Linked DNA regions of Mus musculus: region 1 is linked to region 2. The links are chromatin contacts, called in public HiCAR-type maps. All regions are on one chromosome and are shown on one strand. Each heading gives the region's core, a stretch centred on a gene start, on an enhancer-like site or on the middle of the called end of the contact. The rest is flanking DNA. Distances are from core to core; before and after follow the strand shown.

The links. HiCAR-type assays count read pairs that join an accessible place to other places.
Region 1: a HiCAR-type map of kidney shows a contact between it and region 2, with 5 times the contacts expected there. The contact joins two enhancer-like sites. A contact is called at or near these places in 2 of 115 datasets of contacts at active chromatin or transcription factors (embryonic limb bud and kidney) and 2 of 9 other capture datasets (adipose tissue and liver).

Annotation. Positions count from the first base shown.
Region 1 is chr13:71,953,395-71,958,688 of GRCm38.p6, reverse strand. Irx1 (Iroquois homeobox 1) reads left to right here. Exons shown (of 4, transcript NM_010573.2): 4 at 16-457. The coding sequence ends at 73. Among named protein-coding and RNA genes, the nearest start is that of Irx1, 7.7 kb to the left of the region's middle. Within about 2 kb of position 2,043, at least 12 of the 459 cell types and tissues checked have an H3K27ac peak or open chromatin away from gene starts, as enhancers often do. A contact at or near this core is called in kidney, where this site is marked.
Region 2 is chr13:71,546,502-71,552,629 of GRCm38.p6, reverse strand. All of the region lies in intron 1 of 1700112M02Rik (a long non-coding RNA gene), which reads right to left. Among named protein-coding and RNA genes, the nearest start is that of 1700112M02Rik, 62 kb to the right of the region's middle. Within about 2 kb of position 2,324, at least 2 of the 459 cell types and tissues checked have an H3K27ac peak or open chromatin away from gene starts, as enhancers often do. A contact at or near this core is called in kidney, where this site is marked.

The DNA.
Region 1 (5,294 bases), core at 794-3,293, 410 kb before region 2:
CTGTTTCTCATACAGCTCGCTGGCCCCGCAGGAGGGAACGCCTCGGATCCTCGCAGCCCTCCCGTCTGCCTGATTAAGGGGGGTCATCTTTTACTTTTGCGGGGGGAGGGGAGGGGGAGGGGTTGGGGGGGAGGAGACGAGGGAAGAATTAAGACAAATATTTGAGACTTGTGTAAAGGACAAACGTGACGGCAGCGTCAGTGATTCTCACACATCGCTCTCTGCAGAAAGGGGCTCATCCTGCCTAAGCGCTTGGGAAGGGGGGAGTAAGGCTCAGCCTGCCGCTCGGATTGATTATCCGATTCGGTAAATGCCCCCCTCCCACTTCTGTGTTTGTGTCTTCTTTGTTTCTTTTTTCCCCTTTCTGTATATAGCGTGATTTCAGATTGTAAATAGCGCGTCAGCGAACTTGTTTAAATCATATATTTTTGTCTAATAAACTAAATGAAACGATGTCCACGCGGCTACAGCTGTTTGTCCCTGTCCTCCTGCGTTTTGGGGGAGGCCATGATGTTTGCGATCTTGAAATCCTGGGCACAGTTCAGGGGCTATGGTTTCGCCAGACTCTTTTGGGAGAAGGGTCTTGGAACAGTGTTTCCACCGAGTGTCAGGCGCACAGTCCGTGATGGTAGTGGTTGAATTTGTTCGTTTTGCTCCTAGGCCAGCTTCTTGTTGGCAGTGTAAATCTTTGCCACGCTTAGACAAGCGTTTATCTGGAGCAGCCTTTTTAAGTACATAAATGCGTTCAATTTTAGACAGTTTACAAAACCGATGTTTTAAAGTGGATCAAAATGGGGGGAAATGAAGAGAATTTTCAATCACACTCCCAAAGGGGAACTTCGGGCTCGAAATCAATTACTCACTAGTTGTGTGAGCGATGCGTTTTAGAGGAGGGTCGTTTTCTAGTCAGAGCGTGGACGTAATGGAGTATGAAATATTGCTCACAGTGTGCTTAGTCAGTTGTTTAAGTGTAAAGAGGAGAAAACGGAAGGTTCTTTAAAAAATATTCTCATATAGATGAGCGACATAGGGTTTGGTTCCGAGTTCCGGGGTTCCCTGGGTTTGCGATTCAAGATTCAGAAGTGGCTTCAGAGAAAAGGTGCGCTACGGGGTGGGGAGTGAGTGGTGATTGTAGTGAAGGGGTTGCCTAGGGCGCATCTTTAAACCCGGGTAGGACGATCTGCGACTGTGCGTACATCAGCTGAAGAAGCCTGAACTAATAGTCCCTCAGTCTTGCCGGAGAAGGCTGAGGAGCACTGTAGCAACAATGAGGGAAGGCGATAGCTCGGTACCGCACCGGCCAGCAAGCAGTTTTGAAAACCACAGTGGAGAGTTAGGAGTCCCACCACTCCTTTGCGGCTTACCAGCCAGTCGCCTGCGCACTTTTCAGCAGAGCGGAAGACTCCGCCAAACCAGAGCCAGGACTTTTAGGACTATGATGGCTACCGGATTGGGATTCATGAGGACTGCGCAAGCAAATAGTAAAACTTCCTAAGACGATGTAAACTGTGGGGAAAACAAGCTAAATGGGGACAAAGTTGGGCAGTCTCTCCCCAGTTTAGGCTCCGCTCTTCCCAGCTGCCAGGAAACTTGCTCTCTCCCCGGGCTGCCCATAAGAGTCATGGTGTTGGTGTGTGGAGTGTGTGTGTGTGTGTGTGTGCGCGCGCGCCCCCCTGCACACCCAGGGGAAGACCATGTGCCTTTGACCACCGCTACTTGCTAGCATCAAGGACCAGCAGGCACCCCGTGCACTGCTGGGGCCACACTGCACTCAGGGCATGCTCCCTCTTCTCAATTCTTCCCACTCTTGTCTCAGGTTGAGTAAGGATTGGATTTCTGAACCTCCAGACTGGAGAGAGAGAGTGAGAGAGAGAGAGAGATTCGCAGATGCTGCCAAGGCAAGAAAGTGTACCACACGTGGGGTCACGAGTCAGTTCGCAAAGCAGCTAAGGAGTTGGGCAGTCCAGCTAGGTAGACTTGGGTCCCATAGACGCCCTCTGCTAAGCTGGTGGGAGCTCCGAGGTCTGAATGGACATGCTCGAAGCGCCCTCTATGGTCCGAAAGCAGAATGGGACCTTGACCCCTGCTGGTGATGTTTCTGGGGCTCCTTGAAACTCTGGGACAGTTAGGCTTTGGGACTCCCTAGGCAAAAGCATGGATTTGTAGTGACAAGGCTTAGTGCTTGTTCCTGGGATCAATCATGTGTGTGAGCATGTGTGCGGTGTGTGTCTGGGGGCCTGCCAGGCCACTGGCATTTGGAGGCAAAAGTGGGCTCTGGACTGTAAGCTGTGCTTTCTCTGTCCTGATGAAGTTTGCTAAGTCAAAAGTACCCTTTTACAACACCCTTGTTGAAGTTGTGTGGAGCCTCCTGTCTCTGGACCCTCAACCCAGAGGCTCTGGAGTGGGTTCCCTGATGAAACAGCATCTCTGAAGAAACCTAACCAACCATGCCTTGTATCTGAAATGAGGAATGGGATAGCCAGGCATGCTGGCACGCTACTCAGACCTTCAAAATGTCTGCTGGGAGATTTGTTCTGGGTGACTGTGGGAAGCTGCAGCTGAACTCTGGTGGACTCCTTCAGCTCAGGCAGGTAAGGTCTTCTTTTCACATCTCTGAATCTAGTCATTGCCCAAGTACCTCCCTTCTGTCTCCTTTTGTCCCTTGCAAAATACATTTGAGGTGCTCTGCCAGCATGTGCAGCCATTGAACTAGCTTGTGCCTCACTGACAGAATCCCAGTAATATAGGAGTCTAGTAGTCTAGAAGGTAGAACTGGGCAGCCGGAGGAGTCCTTCTCCTGAGAATCAGCCATGACAGTACACAGGTCAGATCTCTGTCAGAACTGCTTTTCTTCAGTGAAAAGTTAAAAAAAAAATTTTTTTTAATCAAGCCCCAAAGCATTGTTTTGCATTGTTTGTTCACATCTTCCTCTACAGCTGCTACACGTGTACAAATATATTGTTGTGCCCTGATGGGCCCTGGGTGCTGGGAACTTAACCTTTTGAAAACAAAACAAAACAAAACATGGTCTCAGAGAACTTAGAGATACCGACATCTACCATGAGAGCCACAAATGTTCCTTGGGAAGTTTTTGCCTGTGCAGGGCACTTCTAGCAACACCTTGTCCCAGGTGTCATCCCCAGTGTGGGGACAACTCTGAGATCGGAAGGGGGGAGCTGGGTGTGGGGATGGGACTCCACATAGAACTGGTGGCCTCTGCATAGAATACCCTTCCTCCCTTTGAGAAGGACATTCAGTATCCTGCCCAGACTGTCTCTCTCTGAGCTTCTTTGGAAGTTTACAAAGGACATGGAAGGGTGAGAAACGACTCTAGTCTAGGGCCCCATGCTTCAGTGCCCAGCACATCTCCTGTGGGGTGAGCATCACATCGCTCCCCTTGGCTGACCTGATGGAACTTACCCAGTCACCCTGCTTCCCCATCCAGCCCCCTTTTCTTGATCCATTATATAAAAGCACATTTATCTCCCTGCAATATGGAGAATTCATATTCATATCTCCATTATAGTGGTGTGAAACTGATTAATGTAATACGGGTCTTGGCTCAGAAGGGCGCCACCGATGAATCACGCCCTGCTGAGCTCCAGTTGTCCTTTGGTTCAGACTTAGGCAGAGAATGAGGAAGGAGAGAGAAAAAGAGGGAGGACAGGGCCAGACACAGCACCTGGGGGGTGTCTTGGATCTGGCTTCTAGTCCATCTCACAAACCCTCCAAACCTCACCTGAGGGGGAGCTCTGTGAACCCTGATCAGTCTTTCCCCTCTCCTGAAGGAGCAGAGACCCCAGGGGTGCTTCCATCTTATAGAGGGTGTTTTCCCACCAGAAAGGGGTGAGCCTTCCAAGGCGGATGTGGGGGAGGGGGGGGGGGCTTGTGGATACTGGCTTGGGAGTTTAGAGGAGTATAGAACAGGAAATGTGTTCCCAAACTGACTGGTCATTTGACAATACTTACTGCAAATGGAAATTCTGAAAATAGGGAAAGGACGCAGAGCCCAGAGAGGGTCACTTGTTGAGTGAGGCATTGAGAGGGAGCAGGGTTTGGAGTACATCAGCCAGAGGGATTTGCACGGCCAGACCAATTTCTAGGCCTCTCTGTCCTCATTATGGGATGGAGCACTGTAGGAGGAGTCATCCAGGCTCTCGGGTCCCCTGAGATAGAGAGGGAGGCTTTAGGGTACAGGATTCTGTGTGTTGGGTAGTGAGGGAGAACATAGATGCGGCTCTCAGAGACAAAGCTGTGAGGAGGACATGTGGATTGGATTGATGGTAGTGTTGGCATCTAGGGTAGGAGTCAGGAGACAGAAGAGCTGAAGTCAGGCCATGCCCTGAGAATGGTGTCGGCGCTTGTCCGGTTTGAAGGATTCCTTCATTGCCTGTAGGTGGTTTAGGGGGTGAGAAGCCCAGAATGAGAGAGTCTCAGCTCAAAGGCTGCTTGCAGCTGCAGGCCAAGGAGCTGTCCTGGGTTGAAGTCCCTCTTCCTCGTGGGTATTCAGTTGCATGGCCACCATGCAGACCCTGCAGGGATCCCAGGAGCAGTTTACTGCCACCAGGCACTGCAATCTCCAGTGTGCCCCCATGGAGCAAGCCTGCTCTAATTATGGCTCCAGAGCTGGAGCTATAAGACCTCTAAAGGTCACCACATGGGGGCTGCTGGAGGCCTTTGTATCTTGGGAAAGTGTCTAGAGACGCCGTAAACCAAGTTATGCTGGGTTATTCCAGCCAGCCGGGCTAGGGCCCCACACTCTGGAGGCCTGCTGGAAACTGTTTCAAATGGACAATTTCTGTACCTGTGGTCTTTATACCAAAGCAGTGGTAAATTGTGTACTTTTAACGGTTGTTTTCGTTGGAGAGAAGAGCTCTGAGAGTCACCCTGCCACCATGGTGGAGGGCTCTTGTGTACTCTAAAATCCTAAGGTTGCCTGAAGTGGGGCAGCAGAGAGGAGAGTCTGGAAGATGAGCCAAATTAGCTGGCCCATGCATGGATTTTCTGAATCTGGTCCTGCCACAAGGGACCCAAAGGGTAGGACCCTCCCCTCACAGGGCTCTGGAGTATTGGTATGAGGCTTGGTGTGGGAAGCCACTCTGCTGGCTGCTGTTGTCAGCCTGTGAAGAAAGAGCATTCACTGTCCTCTAGGCAGGGAGATGTCCTTGGCTAGGGTCGGTTAAGTCACTGCTGGTTTTCTGAAAACTTCCAGGCTATTTCTGATTTCTTTATCCGTTCTTCAGCTTCTTGGCTGTATTGGTTGGACAAGGGGAGGCTAAGGTTGGGCTGCACAG
Region 2 (6,128 bases), core at 1,075-3,574:
AGATGGACAGTGGGCATGCTTCTTAGGCAACCGATGTACCTTGAATACCATCTGCTGTCACTTGAGTCTCTGCTTTAGTGCCCCCTTTTCACTATGACATAAGCCAATCAAAATGTCTCTTCCAAGAGTATAATATACACAGTTGATTTGTCTAGACTTAGCCAGCATCATCTGGATGCGAACTACCAATCGCATCTGCACAATGCTGTAGGAGCCCAGTCCTATGAAGGTTTTTTGTTGACCTCCTCATAATAATTTACATTTGTATGGCCCTGTGTTCAGAGTGGGATTTCCCTGAACCTTCATGTTCTCTAAGCTGTACATTAGGAGACAAACAGCCATTTTGTCACATGGACAGAAGGACTGCATGGTGTGGTACAGGGAAAATGGTTGGCAATTATCCGACTGGTGTTACTTCAGGAATGAAGGCAGCGAGTCTGCATGCATGACTGTTTTCCCTGTCTCCATCATCATATATATCATGTATGTAGAGAGCATGCAGGATATAGGTGTTCATACCCTAGCTTCACAGGATGAAAGCAGGCAGTGGGGCTCATACCCTACCTAGAATTTTTGAATGGAAGCAGGCGGTATGGCAGAACCTGGAAAAAGCAGGAAAGAACCTGGAGATGCTGGACTCTGAAGCTTCTTAGCCTCCCTGAGAAGTGAGTGAAGCCACAAAGGTGCCAGTCCCTTGATCTGCATGACAGTCCTAGATGTGACAAGCTGAAAATCACTCACGTGTTTCAGAAGAAGTAAGAAAGTCAGCCACCCAGATGGGTACAATACAACATAGATTCAGGAGAGACTTCAGCTGGAGTGTTACCAGTTGGCAACTCCTTGATCTAGAGATGGAGCTTAGGGTGAGTTCAAAAGGAATGAATCAGTATGGTTTTGAGCATTTCTATCTAGGAGCTTGGTGTGTTATACCAGAAACGGAATGGAGGAAGACAAGGAATACAGGAATATGAATTCAGTGAAGCCATGGCAGGGCCCCCAGGATGATGGCAAGTATTTGAGGTGGGATTCAGCTGAGAATACAAGCACAGATTTATGTATTGGTACGTAAGAATGAGTAGGTGTTATCACACTATAGAAAGATGCAACTAAGTGGAAAAATTCAACTAAAATGCCAAACAAAAGTCCCTCCCCCAGACTAATCCATGAAGCATCTACAGTGGCCTAAACCAAACAGCTAGGAAACAAGCCAGATGTGAAGACTTAAAGACAGCCATGTCTCAGAGGTGAGCAGTGTGTTTGGACTGGAGGATCAGCTGCAGCCTGAGTATTGACACAGGGACACTTGGAAGTCCTCCTGTACAGCTGATCAGGCCAGAAGCAGATACCTGAACCCCAAAATCCCAACACTGGTCATACTGCCAGTCAGCTTCCTGCCAGCCAAATGTGAACTCACAGGAAGTCCTTGGGCAGCTGCTACTTGAGGGTACCATTATACCATCTGGGTATAATCCCAAGATCTCAAGGTACCAGCTTTGGAAATTGGACCTGTGAGCAGAGGCTGGTATTGCACACACTGGGAGAGGCAGACAAAGAGAAAGGTGGAGAGCAGATTCCATGTTGAACTGCAAAATGCGTGTGGACTGTCTCCTTCCAGAGAAAGGAAGCCAGGAGCACCATGGGTGAATAGCAGACAAGATCTGGGGTTTTTATAGACTCTCAACACTAGTGGAAACAATGATGTCCACTTGTCATCAGCGTCTCATCACACACATCATTACCAATACGATCACCACCACCATCACCATCCTCAATGTCCTTGGAATCACAAGACTGGAGTGGCACACAGTACCTGTAACTGTCTTAGAACATGGGAAATAGTATGTGGCATTTAAATTCAGAAAGAAAACACCAATCCAATAGAGGTGGGACTGTAGTGTGGTTTTGTACAAGAAATCCCCAAGAATTAAAGTATCTAGAAATGACTCCCCAAAATGTCTTAACTGGCCCCAGTTTTTAATTCTACTTAGGCTAGAATGTACCTTGGTTGTGATGAGGATTTTGTTACTCATCACCACAAATGAGTGAGTCTTTAAACAGAAATCTTTTGCTATGTTTTCTTACATGAATTGCCTATTTGACAAGGCTGTTAATTAACTAGGAAAATGTCATTAATATGCATAACTAAGCACCTCCAAGGAGTTAACAGAAAACAGAACAGAGACTAAGGAGGGGCAGGAGCAGAAAATGAGAATCCCAGGATGCCACAGGATGATGTATGCTGGCAGTGATGGGAAGAGAAACAGCACTGAGGATCTGCAATGTCACATGACTGAGGCAGTCAGGTGTCAGGACAAAGGGACTGGGAGGAATTGGGCAGAAGGCCTGACCTCCAGGTCTATGGCCCATTGGGCAGAACTGCCAGTGAGAGACTTGGCCTCGGCTGTCAGTTGTTTGTATTTAGTTTCTGATTAAAAGTCCTTGGCCAGGTTGACCTTGGATAATGTCTTCCTTAGCCCCTGTGACACTGTCCCTGGGACCATTAATTACAAGAACCACAAAACACAAGTTTCCTGGTGCCAACATCTTTCTGTCCTAACTGTTTAAGACAAATTATTTAAAGGGAGAATTTTTTAACTTGTTTTATTACCTAAAGACATTCTTGTCCAAAAAAATAAAATTGAAAAACAAAACAAAAAACAAAACAGCTGAATAATCAATGTTAATTTAAAATTCCTTTCATTCATATAATGAGTCTGAAAAAAAAAACTTTACTATCCCGTAGTTCCAGCCAGTCCTGTTTAACAAGAACACTCTCATTACCTGGATTTTATTGTAGAGAAATTAGAAAAAGGAGGAGATTGTAGACGCTTATGAAAATTCATTTTTAACAATGCCAAGTTGTGTTTATGATGGAGACGTCAGAACCTGTAATTAACTTGTATAATCAGAGGCCCAGGTATAACTTCCATAGCTCACTACTGCTGATACTGACTTTAAACACTGCAAACACCCTAGGGAATGATTTTCACCTCTTTGAAAGACTTTTGAGACATTAGCTCACCGCAGCATTCAACCACCTGCCAGGAGCGTTTATGAGTGTCTCTAACCACTCGAAGTAATCCTCAGCCTCACTGTGGCTTTTGAATAAAATTCCTGCCATTAAATGATAGGAAATAGTATCGAGTTCTTATAAGAGAAAACTTAAGGTCATGCTATCAAATAACAGACTGGCTGAGCCCAGACAACACACAGAGAACAGGGAAGTATTGCTAGCCGGCCAGTGTGATCGGTTTAAGACAACTTACCATGTTGTACGCTGGGACCAAGTAGCAACCCAGACATGTGTTTGTTAAGAGGCCACATCTTTCACAGGTTAGATGAACTTCCCGTAGGCACCTAGCTGGAATGAAAAGAATCTGGACTCAAAGCTCCTCCATACAACCATACACTGAAGGCAGCCTTTGCTGCCAGACACTCCATTTGCCCTTCCATAAAGCGTTCTGTAGAGGTAAACACGCTGAGGTATGGCTCCAAAGGTAGCTGGTTCAAGCAAAGACCTTGGAGTTCACTGCCTAGAGAGTTGCATTCAGCTTTTCTCCACCTTTCCTTTGTTGAATTTGTTGGTGGAAGTACCCTGCCTTTGCCATTATTCTGAACTACAAACCCTGAAATTAAGCCCTCCCCCGGCAATGCACATATATTGCTGACTGGTTCAAACAAAAGAAAGTCATTAATTCAGCCTTCTTGAATTTGGGAGTTATTTGTGAAGATGGAGAAGGAATGTCTCTTTCATTGATTTCTGAATCCCCATGTTTGGTTTCCAAGTAGGTCTGACATATATCCACACTGAGAGTCCCTCACTAAGCCAGTCTCAGATCAGTCCAGTAGGAATTATGGTCCAGTGACATTTTTTGTTTGTTTGTTTGTTTTGTTTTTATTGTTCTTTGTATCTGCAAATTTGTGATTAATCAGCCATCCTCACTCAGTTCACATGACATGAAGGTTGTTGTTCATGAATTGGGTAGCTCTTTCCGAAATGGTCTTATCCTGAAAGGTCTTTAATAGTGGTCCGTAAGGGTGACCTGATGTTCACCAATTCTGACAATGTGACAGGTTATACAAAGCTATTTGCAATATGCTTCATTTAGATTTCATGCCAATCTACACTTCTTTACAATAAAGTCTGTTGTGTTATATTGTGGACTATATCAAGATAGACAGAGGGCCCTGGAGAGAGGACAGAGTCACTTATTGTAGGTCTTCAAGGTACAAGCTGCATTAGGTTCTTCTGTATCATGTGTGTGCCTTGTCAGTTATTGTCTTAATGTATTGGTGAAAGCAAAGATAGGCAAGAACTAAATCTTAAAGAAGACAGACATCACCAGCCCCTGCTTCCTTATAGGACCCCACCACTGAATTGTGCTCTCGTGCAGAGGGTTATACCTGTCAGCATTCAGCACCCTCAATCTGGGAAAGCTACAAAGGAATACGATTCCTGGGGATTCCTGGTGTTCTCACTTCTCTGTTTCACACGAGACAAGGAGAAGCAAAAAGGCACAGACACGAGGGTCCTGGGTCCATTAAGGGTCCCCAAATGGGACTTTAGTTTTAATAAAGAATGTTTGGAGTATTACTTATACTTATGTCTTGATGGTTCTGCAAAGCTTTAAATCATATTAAGTGACAAAATAAATTACCAGAGGAAGAAGAGAAGAAGAAGTAGGAGGAATTAGTGAAAGACAGAATAGGAAAGGGAGGAGGGAGAAAAGTAGAGAGGAAGAAAGGGAAAGAGGAGAAAAGGGAAGGAAGGAGAAAAGGAGAATGGGGAGAAAGATGGGGAAGAAAGAAGGGAAAGAGCGGGAGCAAAGGAGAGACGAGGGAGCAGAGGAGGGAGAAATGAAAAACTGGAGAGGAAGAGGAGGAGAGAGAGAAGAGAAAGAAGGGGAAGGGGAAATGGGGGTAGAAGGATCAGGGAGGAGGGAGGGAAGGGGTGTGAAAGGGGTAAAAAAAAAAGGAGAAGAAAGATAATAAGGGTGAAGAGTGCACTGCATTTGGCCTAATGCTGCTTGTCTTCTAATGTTAATTTGGGTTCCGCAAAATGTTTGCACAAGAAAGTCTGCAAGTCCACAAGCAAGACACTGAGGGACCCTGCCCCAAGTTGGTTCTGATTGGTAAATAAAGATGCCAGCAGCCAATAGCTGGGAAGGGAGACAGAGGTGGGACTTCTAGGGACTTTTAAGATTTCCTGGGCTTGGCCCTAGGAGGAGAGGTAGGAGAAGGGAGATTTATCACGTCCCATGCTGGAAGGGTATGAAAGGAGGAGTGATGTGATCCTGGAGAAGAGTGCAGGACAGAGAACCATGGCCATCATGGGAAGGAGCCAGGAGAGTGTGGGCCAGAGCTTGGCCCAGTTGGCAAGTCCTCTGGGTCCAAAGCAGCCTAAATATAATATAGAATTTAGTAAGTAATAACGGGATTATCTACAAGAGGTGGACTAACCACATGGAGTTTAGACAGTGGCCCAGCTATTGTGCTGATTAAGGTATAATAAAATATAAAGGTTCTGTGTGTTTCTTTCATACAGGAACATAAACCATTGGGGCAGGTATCAAACTCACCACCTAGATTGATGAAGTAAATATTAATTCAATAGTAGAAGGGGAGGGATTGGGGAACAGGAGAAGATGAGGAGGGGAGGGAGAGTGTGAAGTGGAGTGGGTAGGAAAATGAGGACTTTTTTTGTTGTTTTTGTTTTTGTTTTTTTGTTTTGTTTTTAATCACTATATAGAGGGACCAGAACCCTGAACTCTTGTTCATTTATCTTTATGTCTGATGTCATTACCCTGCTTCTCAGTGACCCACAGAGTCATAACAGAGTGGTTAGAAACATTTTAAAGAATTTCTTCTGTGGTTCTGGAATTCAGGAAATGCCTGCACTGAAAACACAGTGATTCCAACTAACATAGGACAGATTGTTCTCACCAGGACAAGGTCAAACATTTATTCAGAAGCTCAGGGCCAAGAAGTAGGAGTGGGTGGGTGGGGGAGTGGGTGGGAGAGGGTGTGGGGGACTTTTAGGATAGCATTGGAAATGTAAATGAAATAAATAAATACCAAAAACAAACAAACAAACAAACAAACAAAACGAAAGTTTTACAATCTCATTA